Linked DNA regions of Mus musculus: region 2 is linked to region 1. Evidence: chromatin contacts called from public Hi-C data. All regions are on one chromosome and are shown on one strand. Each heading gives the region's core, a stretch centred on a gene start, on an enhancer-like site or on the middle of the called end of the contact. The rest is flanking DNA. Distances are from core to core; before and after follow the strand shown. Region 1 overlaps 2610035D17Rik (RIKEN cDNA 2610035D17 gene). Region 2 has its middle 12 kb from the start of Sstr2.

Region 1 (6,348 bases), core at 2,880-5,379:
TAGGGCTTATTAACCAGCAAGTCCAGGAAGGAGCAGGGATGGACTGAAGGGAGCCACCAACCATGAGCTTCAGGTTCTGGGAGTGATCCTGTCTCAAGGGAGTGTGGAGAGTAACAGACCAAGGCTGCCCAGTGTTCCATTCTGGCTGCCATAAACTTGTACCTACACGCAAATTTGTACACACATGACACATATGCACATATACTACCACCACTCCACACACAAAGACACAATGCTAACACCCATAGACATTTCAGAAGCCGTTTCGGTCCAGCTTCAGGGTATCGGTGACTTTTTTCTCTTGTTTTCAAGATGGGTGTGGACTGACTGGCCATAGTAATGGATTTGCATGGGGCATCCCACCCCACCCTGTTCACACGGATGACAATCTGCCATGTGTGATCACAATGATGGCAACCTGTCACGTGTGATCACACTGATGGCAATCTACCATGTGTGAACATACTGATTACAAACTTCCTTGTATGAACACACTGATAACAATGTGCTATGTGTGCCATACTGATGACAACCTGCCATGTGTGATCACACTGATGACAACCTACCATGTGTGAACACACTGATAACAATGTGCTATGTGTGCCACACTGATGGCCACCTGCAATGTGTGATCACACTGATGACAACCTACCATGTGTGAACACACTGATAACAATGTGCTATGTGTGCCACACTGATGAACACCTACCATGTATGAACACACTGATGACAACCTGTCATGTGTGAACACACTGATGACAACCTGTCATGTATGAATACACTGATAACAATGTGCTATGTGTGCCACACTGATGACCACCTGCAATGTGTGAACACACTGATTACGAACTGCCATGTGTGAACACACTAACAACAATCTGTCATGTGTGAACACACTGATGATATCCTGCCATGTGTGAACACACTGATTACAACCAGCCATGTGTGCCACACTGAGGACAACCTGTCATGTGTGAACACACTGATAACAATGTGCTATGTGTGCCATACTGATGACAAATTGCCATGTGTGAACACACTGATGACAATCTGTCATGTGTGCCACACTGATGACATCCTGCCATGTGTGATCACACTGATGACAACCTGCGATGTGTGATCATACTGATAACAGCCTGCCATGTGTGCCACACTGATGACAGCCTGCCATGTGTGCCACACTAATGACAACCTGCCATGTGTGTCACACTGATAACAACCTGCCATGTGTGAACACACTGTTGACAACCTGCCATGCGTGAACACACTGAGGACAACCTGCCATGTGTGAACACACTGATGGGCATTTCTTTATTAAAGAGTGTCTGCAGGGTCATTACAGAAGCCAGCGTGTGGCTGGACCCCAGAACACAGGATAAATAACAACCATACCTTTATTTTCAGGAAGTTTCCAGTCTAGACAGGGAACCTTGAGAAAGTATAAAATTTCTAAAACGTTGGGTGACAGACAACTCGGTGAAGCCAGACAGACCCTCCCTCTGTCCTGTCTCCATAACAACAAGGCCTGTGGGAAGGTGGACCCTTTTGACCATATAGAGACAAAACCCTGTGACAGAACAAGCCAGGCGTAAGACAGGTCCTCTACAGAGCCGCTTTTGGCATGTGTGTCCCTTGTGAGCACCTACCCAGGCCATGACAGGGTAAGGCGTGTTTTGTCCTACCGGCATCACCAGGGGACAGTTTTCTGCTGCTCACTTGCCTGGTGAAGAGTCCTATATTCTCAGAGTCACACCTAAGAAAGGCATGACGACCCTTCAGCTCTGCCATAGCTTCAGGCTGCAAGAAAATCTCTCTGTGAAAACATCAGCTGGCAGAATATGGCCCGAAAGCCACCGTCTCCTGTCTACTGGCCTAGAATGTTCTCTCGCCCGGGTCACTGCCTGCACTTTGTCCAGATGCTACCACCTGCAACCCAAGGATCTCTCCGTTGCTCTCCACCCCTCTGCTCTTTTCATTGGAAAGGATTGATCCCTTGCTCTTTAACAAGAAAAAGAAAGAAAGGAAGGAAGGGAGGGAGGGAAAGGGAACGGGGAACGGGGAACGGGGAACGGGGAACGGGGAACGGGGAACGGGAACGGGAAGGGAAGGAAAGGAAAGGAAAGGAAGAAAAGAAGAGAAGAGAAGAGAAGAGAAGAGAAGAGAAGAGAAGAGAAGAGAAGAGAAGAGAAGAGAAAAGAAAAGAAAAGAAAAGGTTTATTTATTTTATGTGCATGGGTGTGGGTGTTTTGCCCTCATATATATCTGTGTACCATGTGTGCTCGATGCCCACAGAAGCCAGAAGAGGGGGTTGGCACTGGATTTATGGGTATTTGTGAGCCTTTATGTTGGCCCTGGTAACTCAACCTGGGTCCTCTGGAAGAGCAGCCAATGCTCCTAACCACTGAGCCATCTCTCCTTCCTGGCTCTTGTTTATTTATTTTTTGTTTGTTTGTTTGTTTGTTTTCCACAGCATTATCACTTCTGGGTCTGGGTCTGTCTGTCTGTTTAGAGTATGTCTATCCTCTCTAGAGATGGAGATGAAGACTTTTTCTCCTTTGTTTTCTGTAACTGTACTGTACTTAGTAAGCATTGGCTAAATACCTGTTGGGTGAGTATATGTCTTACCCATTTGCTGTCTGTCTGTCTCTGTGTGTCTGTCTGTCTCTGTCTCTTTCACACACACACACACAACATACACAGACAGACACACATACAAACACACACATGCACACGACACACACACACACGCACACACACATATCAATGCATAACCCTCCTACATTCAGGTTAGAGCACACTCTCAAAGGCCAGCCAGGCAGCCGCGCACCTCTGGCCCCCACAGAGGCTGTCTGCAGACCCACGAGAGACTTCAGGTGTTTGACCTTTGCTCTTTTTTTCCAGATCACTGAGGAAACATGACAGCAGTGTGACACACTGAATGAAAGCTCAGGGTTCCCTGTCCCCATCCCCAAAGCCCAGGACATTGCTTTCTGCAACCAGGAAGCCATTCCACAAACTGATAACACCCTCTCTCAGAACCTGCCAATCCTTTAGAAAACTCCAAAACAAGACAAAAAAAAAAAAAACCCTATATTTTCCTGGCAGCCCAGCCAATCTTTTACCAAAAGTGAGTCCCCACCTCCTTTTTTTGGAGACTGATTTTTTTTTAATGGGGGGTGGTAGGTAGGGGAGGGAGAGTCCATGTTTCTTCCTCAAACTACTGCAGGTTCTTCCTCTCTGAATGACAAAACTTGTTTCTCCATGATGACATGGTGAAATACACCGTTCTGACCCTCAGGGCTTTGGAGAAGAGAAAATAAAACCTCAACCCTGCCCAGCTCACAAGATTTTACAGAGCAGATTACAATCCCCAGCCTCCCTCTCTTCCTTGTGAGTCACAAAACAGCTGCCTTCCAGACAGGGCTGACCTGACGGCTACAGAGAGGATATTTTCTCACAGAATCCACAAAGGACTCGAATGGAGCTTTTCCCTGAAGTGCAAGACAAGTGGACAGTCTCACCAGGCTTGCCCGGCCACGGGCTATTCTGCCACTGTCTCCTTTCGACCTGACCTACAGGGATTCACGTAGCCTCTGGGTCCCGGGACACTTTCTGTCCAACCGGTTTTGCCCATTAGTTTTGTTTCAGGAAGGATTGTCACCAAGGAGATGTCCTAGTGTCAGAGGCAGGAGGGAAAAAGAAACCCACCTGCAGTCAACCATTAATCCCTTAAACCAAAGCCTGGCAGCAAGTTCCAGCCCCTGAAAGGCTGAAAGGACAATGTTTTCTGTCTATCATAAGTCAAAAAAGAAATAAAAGCCCACTCAAGGACACTAGAGCTGTGACCACCATCCACAGGGGAAGCTCGGCCAGAGACATGTCCCCAGAGGTTCTGTATATTGCCCAGCCTTGGGAAATTGGCTTGACGTGTGTTTTCCTTTTCGAAAAGAGCGTGGCAGGAAGGAAACAGAAAGCAGAGTCTGTGATTAAGAAAAAGGAAAAGTGGTTTTTGAATGTGATTCAGGTCGCTCCCCTGTGACCCAAGGAGCCGCAGGGCACATGCACCTCCTACCAGGGCAGCGCTGGCCTTCTGTTTGCTATGCCCACAACGTGGCCGGCCGGCCTTCCTATCAGGACCTCTATGGAGAGGTGGGTGGAGCAACGCCAACCAAGCCCGGTTCCTGGATGTTAGCTTAAGCACTATGTCCACAAGCATTTGGGCTGTTCAAGAGGAACGGACACAGTCCTGACGCTAGGAGCCCTCTTATAGAGCAAGAGGAAATGACGACTTCATCTCTTCTAGGAGGAACCTCACAGTGCCCTGGGGAACTATCCACACAGACCCACACTACAGACAGATGGACTTCCCGAGATGACAGTGGACAAACAGGAACTCTAATGGTGGTTTGTCATTTTCAGGAAGGTTTGTTTTCCTTAAATAAGCATCGTGCTCAATGTATGCAGCGACAGCCAATGTGATCTCCCCAGCCAAGCCATGTCCCCAATCCACATACCACATTGGCCACCCTTATCCCTGCCCCGTCTTTTCACCTAATTGTTCCTGGTGTGGACTCTGTATTTGTCTTATTTTTGCCTTGGTTATCTATGGAGATGAAATATTTTAGATGTTTGTGGGTCCTGACTAAACCAGGAAATTGGGGACAGCCAGAAAGTTGTCTCTTATTGAGAGCATTGCAGGTGGGGAAAAACATACCATTTTCAAAGAGAGCCAGGTGTGTGTGAGCACACATCTGGCGTACCGGAACTTTGGGAGGCTGGGGCAGGAGGAGCTGAAGTTTGAGACTACTATAGGCTATACGGCAAGTGTAAAGCTAGCCCGACGTACATGATGAGAACCCTCCCCTCCCCATCTCAAAGAAACAAAGGGTCAGGTTATAGTTCATGGGTACAGTGGCTGTCAAGCATGTCCAACACTAGCAAGCAAAAAAAAAATTAAAAGTCTTGTATGCACAGAAGAAAGGCTTAATGACTTTGGGATGGTTAATGGGGAGAAAGAAAGCTGTGTGCAGTGGTCGGGTTGGCTCTGCACGCTCATACTGCTGAAGAGCTCTCTCCCTTGCCTTGTGTGTTACTCATGAAGCAAGGGAGCCTAAGGAGCCAGTGAAACAGGCAAAAGTTCTCAGAGCCCTGAGACTGATGCCTGGGAGAGACTCAGCAGGCTGCATCGGGCTGGCCTTACCCCTCTGAAGTCAACTATAGATGGCCAGCCCACCTGACCATGTGACACGTGGGCACATGCCAGATGAACAGGAACTGTAGCCACACACAGAACGTCTCATGAAAATTGCGTGTCTGAGCCATGACTGGAAGGAAGATCATTGAGAAAAAATGTATGGATTGGCAGCCTATTCATCACAATGTTCCCTTCTTCCCATGGTTGAGCTCATGAGAATTCTTGCTGTCCTGGGTGGAACCAGAGGCAGGAGCTAGACAGACAGATGCACACACGCATGCACATATGCACACAACATAGACAAACCCTTGTGTGCACACATGACCTTTCATGTGCTCAGGACATATACATTTATATATGCATACCACACACACACACACATACACCACATAAGGAGAAAATCCATCACCTTTGATTTGCCTGTCTCATCCTGAGAAGCTTGGGTGTAACCCCTGGGAACGAGCTCTGAGGCCACACGTGGATGAAACTCCTTGCCCGGTGACAATGACGTCATGTCTCCTGGGCATTGGCTCCCTTGGGAATGTGTGAGTGGGTCCCCTGGGGCAGAGAGCAACTGCTCCAGGGGTGATTCATAAGTGCTGCTCCCAACCCTGTACAGTCCTCAGCCTCTCTGTGGAGCTCACATCCAAGGCTGCTGTGTGCTGTAGACCTTCCCAGTCATTGCTCTAAGCAGAGCATTTGGTGGGCAGGAGTGGACACTTGGGGCCACCTTGTCTCCATCCCTGCCCCTCTCTTCTGTCACACTCCCCACCCCCAAAAAAACTGGGAGAACAGATCGAGGTGGGGGTGACTGAGGCAAGAAAAATGTTCCCTCTGTTGAAACCCATGAATCACCGCTCACTCGCTCGGGTGGCCTCCTTTAAATCAGAATGACACCTGTGCTTACTCCTACACCCCAGCCCTCAGCGCTGCTGCTCCGGGAGGGTCTTGGCTACCTTACCTCCTCTCTATGACAAAACACAACGAGGCAGAGTACCAGCCAACACGTGCAACCACAAGGCCAAACTCCTACTTCCCATGCATGGCTGTGTCTATACAGGTATCCCTCTGGTAGGGAGGGGGAGGGGTGGGGATCAAAGACTGTACCTCCCCCACCCACTACTGTTCAAACATCCCAGTGGGATCCCTGCTCC
Region 2 (6,144 bases), core at 1,673-4,172, 530 kb after region 1:
TACAAGAGACAAGAAACAATTCAGCCCTCAGCCCCTTGGTTGACCACAGCTGTAGGATATGAAGAAATTCAAGGGCAGGTATGTGGATGGTGCTACCCACTCCAGGTTCACAGTAAGCATGACACTTAGCATCCCGCATGTAGACTTCAACTGTACTTTAAAATGCCCTTTCTTCTTCTGGCTCCATAAGCAAGGGTTGTTGAGTGGTCAGAATGGCTGACTGCCCTACCCATGGCTAGCTTACCTTACTGGGCTGTGTTAATCTCCGACTATGTCAATACCACCTGGCTCCCAAAACTACTTGCTATTGCTTAGAAAGATACGTTCGGTGGGATTTATGATAGGCAAATAAATCACCCAAAAGGAAAAGTGCAACCATAAACCAAGACTACAGGAACAGTTGTTGCAAAAAGAAGAGGGAGGAGGAGGAAGAGGAGGAGGAAGAGGAGGAGGAGGAGGAGGAGGAGGAGGAGGAGAAGGAGAAGGAGAAGGAGAAGGAGAAGGAGAAGGAGAAGGAGAAGGAGAAGGAGAAGGAGAAGGAGAAGGAGAAGGAGAAGGAGAAGGAGAAGGAGAAGGAGAAGGAGAAGGAGAAGGAGAAGAAGAAGAAGAAGAAGAAGAAGAAGAAGAAGAAGAAGAAGAAGAAGAAGAAGAAGACAACGACGACAATGACAAGTGCATTCAGAAAAATCCCAGACTGTTACCAAAGGCAAAGTTAGTTACCAGTTCAGCCTCGGGCTGGCTTCTTGGCAGCCATAACAAATAGAGAGCCACTACTTCCTGTTCTTTTTGATACAGATGGGGGGGGGGGATTGGAAGGAAGAGCTACAGATTCACCTTCACCATTGCCACAGTTGGAAATATTCGTCTTTGAAAAAAATGCCTTTTCCCCCCCCTCACATAGGAAATGGCTCTAAGAAACTCAGAATGGTAGCAATCATTTCGGGAAGACAGGTCCGAGTAAGGCTATAGTGCTCCTGTCCCCATAGCTTGAGAAATTGCCTCCAACAAGGCTTTGATCCTAAGAAGCCACCCATAACCCCAAGATGGAATGTCTAAGCTGTGTCTGGGGTTACTCAGCAACAGGATGGTCATTTGAAGGCAGAAAAAAAGAGGACTTTAATATCAGTGATACAGGGCTCGGAGGTGATCTCACAAGTTTGAAAACCTATGTTCAATCGCCTGAATCCACACAAAAAAGTCAAGTGCAAGTCATGGGCTTGTGATTCTAGCAACGGCGAGCTGGGAGGTAGAGAGCCATGGACCCTTGGAAGCTCATTGGACAACTAGCCTGTCCTACATGGTGAAGATCCAGGCCAATAAGACCCTGTCTCAAACAAAGAATAGATGTGCCTAGTGTTCAACACTCAAGGCTGACACACCACACCACACCACACCACACCACACCACACCCCCCCACACACACACATACCCTGCCAACACATAGTATGCATATACATGAACACACACAACCCATACACAAACACACAAGATTAATAAATCATCCAGATAAGCCATCAGATTTCGTGATATGAAAATTTATGTTTTACCTGCTAGTCTACCTATATTTATAATTTAATTAAATTTTAAAAAATATGTTACTTTATTTTATACATATGAATGTTTTGCTGGCATGCATGGCTGTGTACCATGTGCATGCCTGGTGCCTGTGGGAGCCAGAAAAGGGCATTGGATGTCCTGGTGTAGGAGTTACAGATAGTTGTAACCTTGTGAATACTAGGGTCCTCTATAAGAACAGCCAGTGATATTAACCACTGAGCCATCTCTCCAGCCTCTGAAGCATCTATTCTGAAGATGACTTGTTTTCTGGATTTCTTTTATCAAGAAGGAGGAGGAGGAGGAGGAGGAGGAGGAGGAGGAGGAGGAGGAGGAGGAGGAGGAGGAGGAGAAGGAGAAGGAGAAGGAGAAGAAGAAGAAGAAGAAGAAGAAGAAGAAGAAGAAGAAGAAGAAGAAGAAGAAGAAGAAGAAGAAGAAGAAGAAGAAGAAGAAGAAGAAGAAATCTTTTAATGTAAATGTTAACACAGTTTTAGTTCAAAAAGTTACTCTTAGCTCCAATCCAACATTATGAAGACAGATCCGATGGATAAAGGGGAAGTGGATACAATAAAAAATAATACATCAGGGCTGGAAGACTAGCTCAGCAGTTAAGAGCACTTGCTACTCTTGCAGAGTTTGGTTTGGTTCTAAGGACCCACGTCGGGCTGCTCATCAGAACCTGGGACTCCAACTCTATGGATCTGATGCCCTCTCCTGGCTTCTGTGAACACCTGCACTCAGACGCACACAAATGAACATAATTAAAAGTAAAATAAATCTTTTTTTAAAAAATGCCTCGGATTGACTTTGTGATCCCTGATGGTGCGTTTTACAGACTACTACTCGCCTCCCAATAGAAGGATTGGAGCTGAATAACCTTGGGCATGGAGATGAATTCTGTACAGGGTTCGTGTCTTAGTTTAGAACATGCACCAGATGTGACGAGGACAGTGGAGGTGAAATGGTAGGAAGAAGGGACTCCGTGGACCCCGCAGCAGGCAGGGGGACTCCGTAGACCCGAAGGCAGAGGGGACTCCGTGGACCAGTAGAGCCTGTTTACTTACACACATCTGACCTCCTCTGTGTGGCAGAGCACAAGCGCTGCCTGCAGACACTGTTGGCTCCAGCTTCCCAAATGTGAGGTGTGCAGCATGAACACTGGGGTAGGTGGATAGGCAATGGCGGCTGAGGTCTATGCCCCCTCCACAACCAGCTCCAAGGGTGACTGTCCAACCAAGGGAAGTCACAATGGGTGAGAGTCGAGCTTTTCTGCCTTGCTGTAGAAGTAAAGCCTGTGGATCCAGGCAGTTGCAGGGTGTGGCTGAAAAATCTGATTTCCGCTTCTGGTGTGTGTGTGTGTGTGTGTGTGTGTGTGTGTGTGTGTGTGTGTGTGTGTGCAGCCTCTCAGGGTAAGTGCCGACAGGCACAGCTCTTGAGCTTGTACGTAATGACTTGGAATCGGTCACTTGACTCAACCACATTTTTTGCCAGCTTCAAAATAATTAATTCCCCGGCAAATGTTCTATCAACGCAAATCTTTCTTTTAGAGTTTCTTTTCCCTCTGTGCACAAATTCCTGGGGACAATCCCATTGGCAGAGTCTCTTCATTTCTTGTTTTTTTTTTTTTCCTAGAAGCTCATGTAGGGACGAGGATGGCAGTCTTCTGTAGCTGCCATTACCAATTGGATTCGGCAACCACTGGGCTGAGAATACTGTCTCAAAGACAAAGACGGCCCCCCATAGCCATGCCAATACTACCCACCCCTTCCTGCACTCAGAGGGGTTGAACACCAGTGGGTGAGCCACTTGTTCTCCTAGAGACGTCTCGGGCTGTTCGCATCTGGACTACGCCTGAAAACAGGGCTAAATATTAACCAAGCCCTAGCCAAACCCACTGGAAAGCAGTATTGATTCTCCTAAGAGTATACTGTCATTTAAATGAAATGTGAGGGTTGGATCCCAGTCTGGTTCAGGGAGCACCTGCCTCCCGTAGGACAGAGCCCGGAAGCAGGAGGGAGCTGAAGGCACAGGGTCAGCTTCCAGTGCAGATACCGAGCTGACACATGGGTGGGGGGCAGGCTTCACTTTGAAACCACCCCCTCCCTGACACAGGTGGGGAGGGGAGGGACCGGACTTCTTTGCTGGGATACTGGTCTCCAGGAGGGAGAACTGCTCACTTCGACTGCTCCTGCCACCAGAACCGGAAGCAGAAAAGGAACGTCCTGGTTTACAGATACAACTGTCTGGCCTTTTCACAAGGCCTGTTAGGAGATGTGATACGAGGGGCTGGAGAGATGGTTCAGAGGTCAAGAGTACTTGCTGCTCTTCCGGAAGACCTGGCTTCCCAGCACTGTGGCTCAAACAATCTTTGACTTCAGATCCAGAGAATCTGATGCCCTCTTCTGGTCTCTGTGAGCCATAGACATGCGTGTGGTATGCAGACATATGTGCAAGTGACACATCAAACTAACATAAAAAGATAAGAAAGAAGAGAGAGACAGACAGAGACAGAGACAGAGACAGAGAAAGCAAGGGGAGAGGAGGTGATACGATACAGGGGTTACTCATGAAGGAATCAGAAGTGCCGTGCCACGGCCTGGTCCATCTGCTATACTGTGGCAGAGACCCCAGTTGCCTAAGCAATGGAGAAGGTCCCTTGGCAGTAGAAGCCACTGAAGAAGAAAGTAACATGGAGGTCAACAGAGAGCTCAGCCCAGGGGCAAGTACTTATTAGTATCAAAGACCTTGTCATTCTTACATGCAGCTCCTCACAAAGAAGATGCTGTAAAGGGCTGGGGCAGGGGCCCCTGAGGGCAGTAACTAGTGCCGCAGAAGCAAAATCCACCATTAACTGGCTGAGGTAACTGGCCATCAATCGCACCATGGACAGCAGGGCACTAGCCATGCCAAACATGGTCAGTGACCCCTGTGCCTTATAGGCTAGGATACCCTGTCCCCAGAGTTAAGTTCATTGCCAAGGAAGCTGATATTTTCCCCAAAGGTATACAGTTTCTTCTATAAGACAGCTTATAGAAGAAAGTGCTTAGTCGGGTTTAGAGCTCCAGAGGGTTTGAATCCATGATGGCAGGGTAAAGGCATGGAGGCAGGAACAGCTGAGAGCTCAAGCCACGAGCAGGGCGCAGAGAATGCATGGGGTTGGGGTTGGGCTTTTGGAACCTCGAAGCTCATCTCCAGTGACTCGCCTCTTCCAATGAGACCACACTGCCTAATCCCTCCAAACAGTTCCACCAACTGGGGACCAAGTATTCACACATATGAGCCTCTGTTTGTGTGTGTGTGTGTGTGTGTGTGTGTGTGTGTGTACACACGTGTCCTCACGGGTGTGCAATTCTCATTCAAACCACCACAGCAAGAGACTCTGGCCTCCCTCGCCTGGTCCACCTCTATGGGCTCACACCATGGGCTTTCCGAGTACTTATTAGTATCACATGGGGGGTTGGGGGGGAAGATGATGTAACTCCTGTCTATGATGAAATGAAGTCTGGCCTCCAGTGTTCAAGTTTGAGGTCAATCAGTTAGCTGAGCTGCACCCACATGGCCATGTGAGCCTGCTAGAAAAGAACGGCAAGGAGCCTTGGCTCACAGAAGCCATGAAAGGAGAGAGGCCTCAAAAACACCTACTTTGGGCTGGTGAGATGGCTCAGCGGATAAGAGCACCGACGGCTCTTCTGAAAGTCCTGAGTTCAAATCTCAGCAACCACATGGTGGCTCACAACCATCTGTAATGGGATCTGACGCTGGAGCAAGCCGGCGACCAGAGAGAGCAGAGGTCCTAAGTTCAATTCCCAGCAACCACTTGGTGGCTCACAACCACCTGTAATGGAATCCTTTGCCCTCTTCTGGTGTACATAAAATAAATAAATCTTAAGAGGTTTTTAAAATTAAAATCAAAGTATATTTTTAAAGATTTATTTATTTATTATATGTAAGTACACTGTAGTTGTCTTCAGACACACCAGAAGAGGGCGTCAGATCTCGTCTCAGTCTCAGGACTTCCTCTGGAAGAGCAGTCAGTGCTCTTAACCGCTGAGCCATCTCACCAGCCCCTCAAAGTATGTTTTAAATTCCTCTTTTTAAGAATTTTAAGTCAGATAGTGGTGGCACATGCCTTTAATCCCAGGACTTGGGAGTTAGAGGCAGGTGGATCTCTGTGAGTTCAAGGCCAGCTTGTTCTACAGAGCAAATTCCAGAACACCCAGGGCTACACAATGAAACTATATGTTGAAAAATAGAAAAGAAGGAAGGAAGGAAGGAAGGAGAAGGAAGGAAGGAAGGAAGGAGGGAAGGAAGGAAGGAAGGAAGGAAGGAAGGAAGGAAGGAAGGAAGGAAGGAAGGATTCTATATTAGTGAGTGGCCCCTCATTCTCATAAACACAGCTGGGAACTAATTCCAAGGGGAACCACTGGAGAATCTGAGTCCCGTGCCTGATGGTTCAGAGCCAGGATCACCTTTTCTCCATCTCTTCCTCCTTTTGGACTTTAAATGGTTCTGACATGAGTTTAATCTGTAGCTGAGCCAGAGAAGAAGACCCTTAGAACAAATAGCTAATGAAGGCTGGGCTCCCATCTG

Evidence for each region. A called contact is a pair of places that touch in the nucleus more often than the background predicts.
Region 2: a Hi-C map of the AML12 cell line shows a contact between it and region 1, with 5 times the contacts expected there. The contact joins two enhancer-like sites. A contact is called at or near these places in 1 of 484 Hi-C or Micro-C datasets (the AML12 cell line) and 2 of 115 datasets of contacts at active chromatin or transcription factors (embryonic stem cells and pancreatic cancer cells).

The regions. Positions count from the first base shown.
Region 1 is chr11:113,097,577-113,103,924 of GRCm38.p6, forward strand. The region is part of intron 1 of 2610035D17Rik (RIKEN cDNA 2610035D17 gene); the gene reads right to left. Among named protein-coding and RNA genes, the nearest start is that of Gm39467, 33 kb to the right of the region's middle. Within about 2 kb of position 4,130, at least 105 of the 459 cell types and tissues checked have an H3K27ac peak or open chromatin away from gene starts, as enhancers often do. A contact at or near this core is called in the AML12 cell line and pancreatic cancer cells, where this site is marked.
Region 2 is chr11:113,628,584-113,634,727 of GRCm38.p6, forward strand. It overlaps a transcript of Slc39a11 not described here. Among named protein-coding and RNA genes, the nearest start is that of Sstr2, 12 kb to the left of the region's middle. Within about 2 kb of position 2,923, at least 20 of the 459 cell types and tissues checked have an H3K27ac peak or open chromatin away from gene starts, as enhancers often do. A contact at or near this core is called in the AML12 cell line and pancreatic cancer cells, where this site is marked.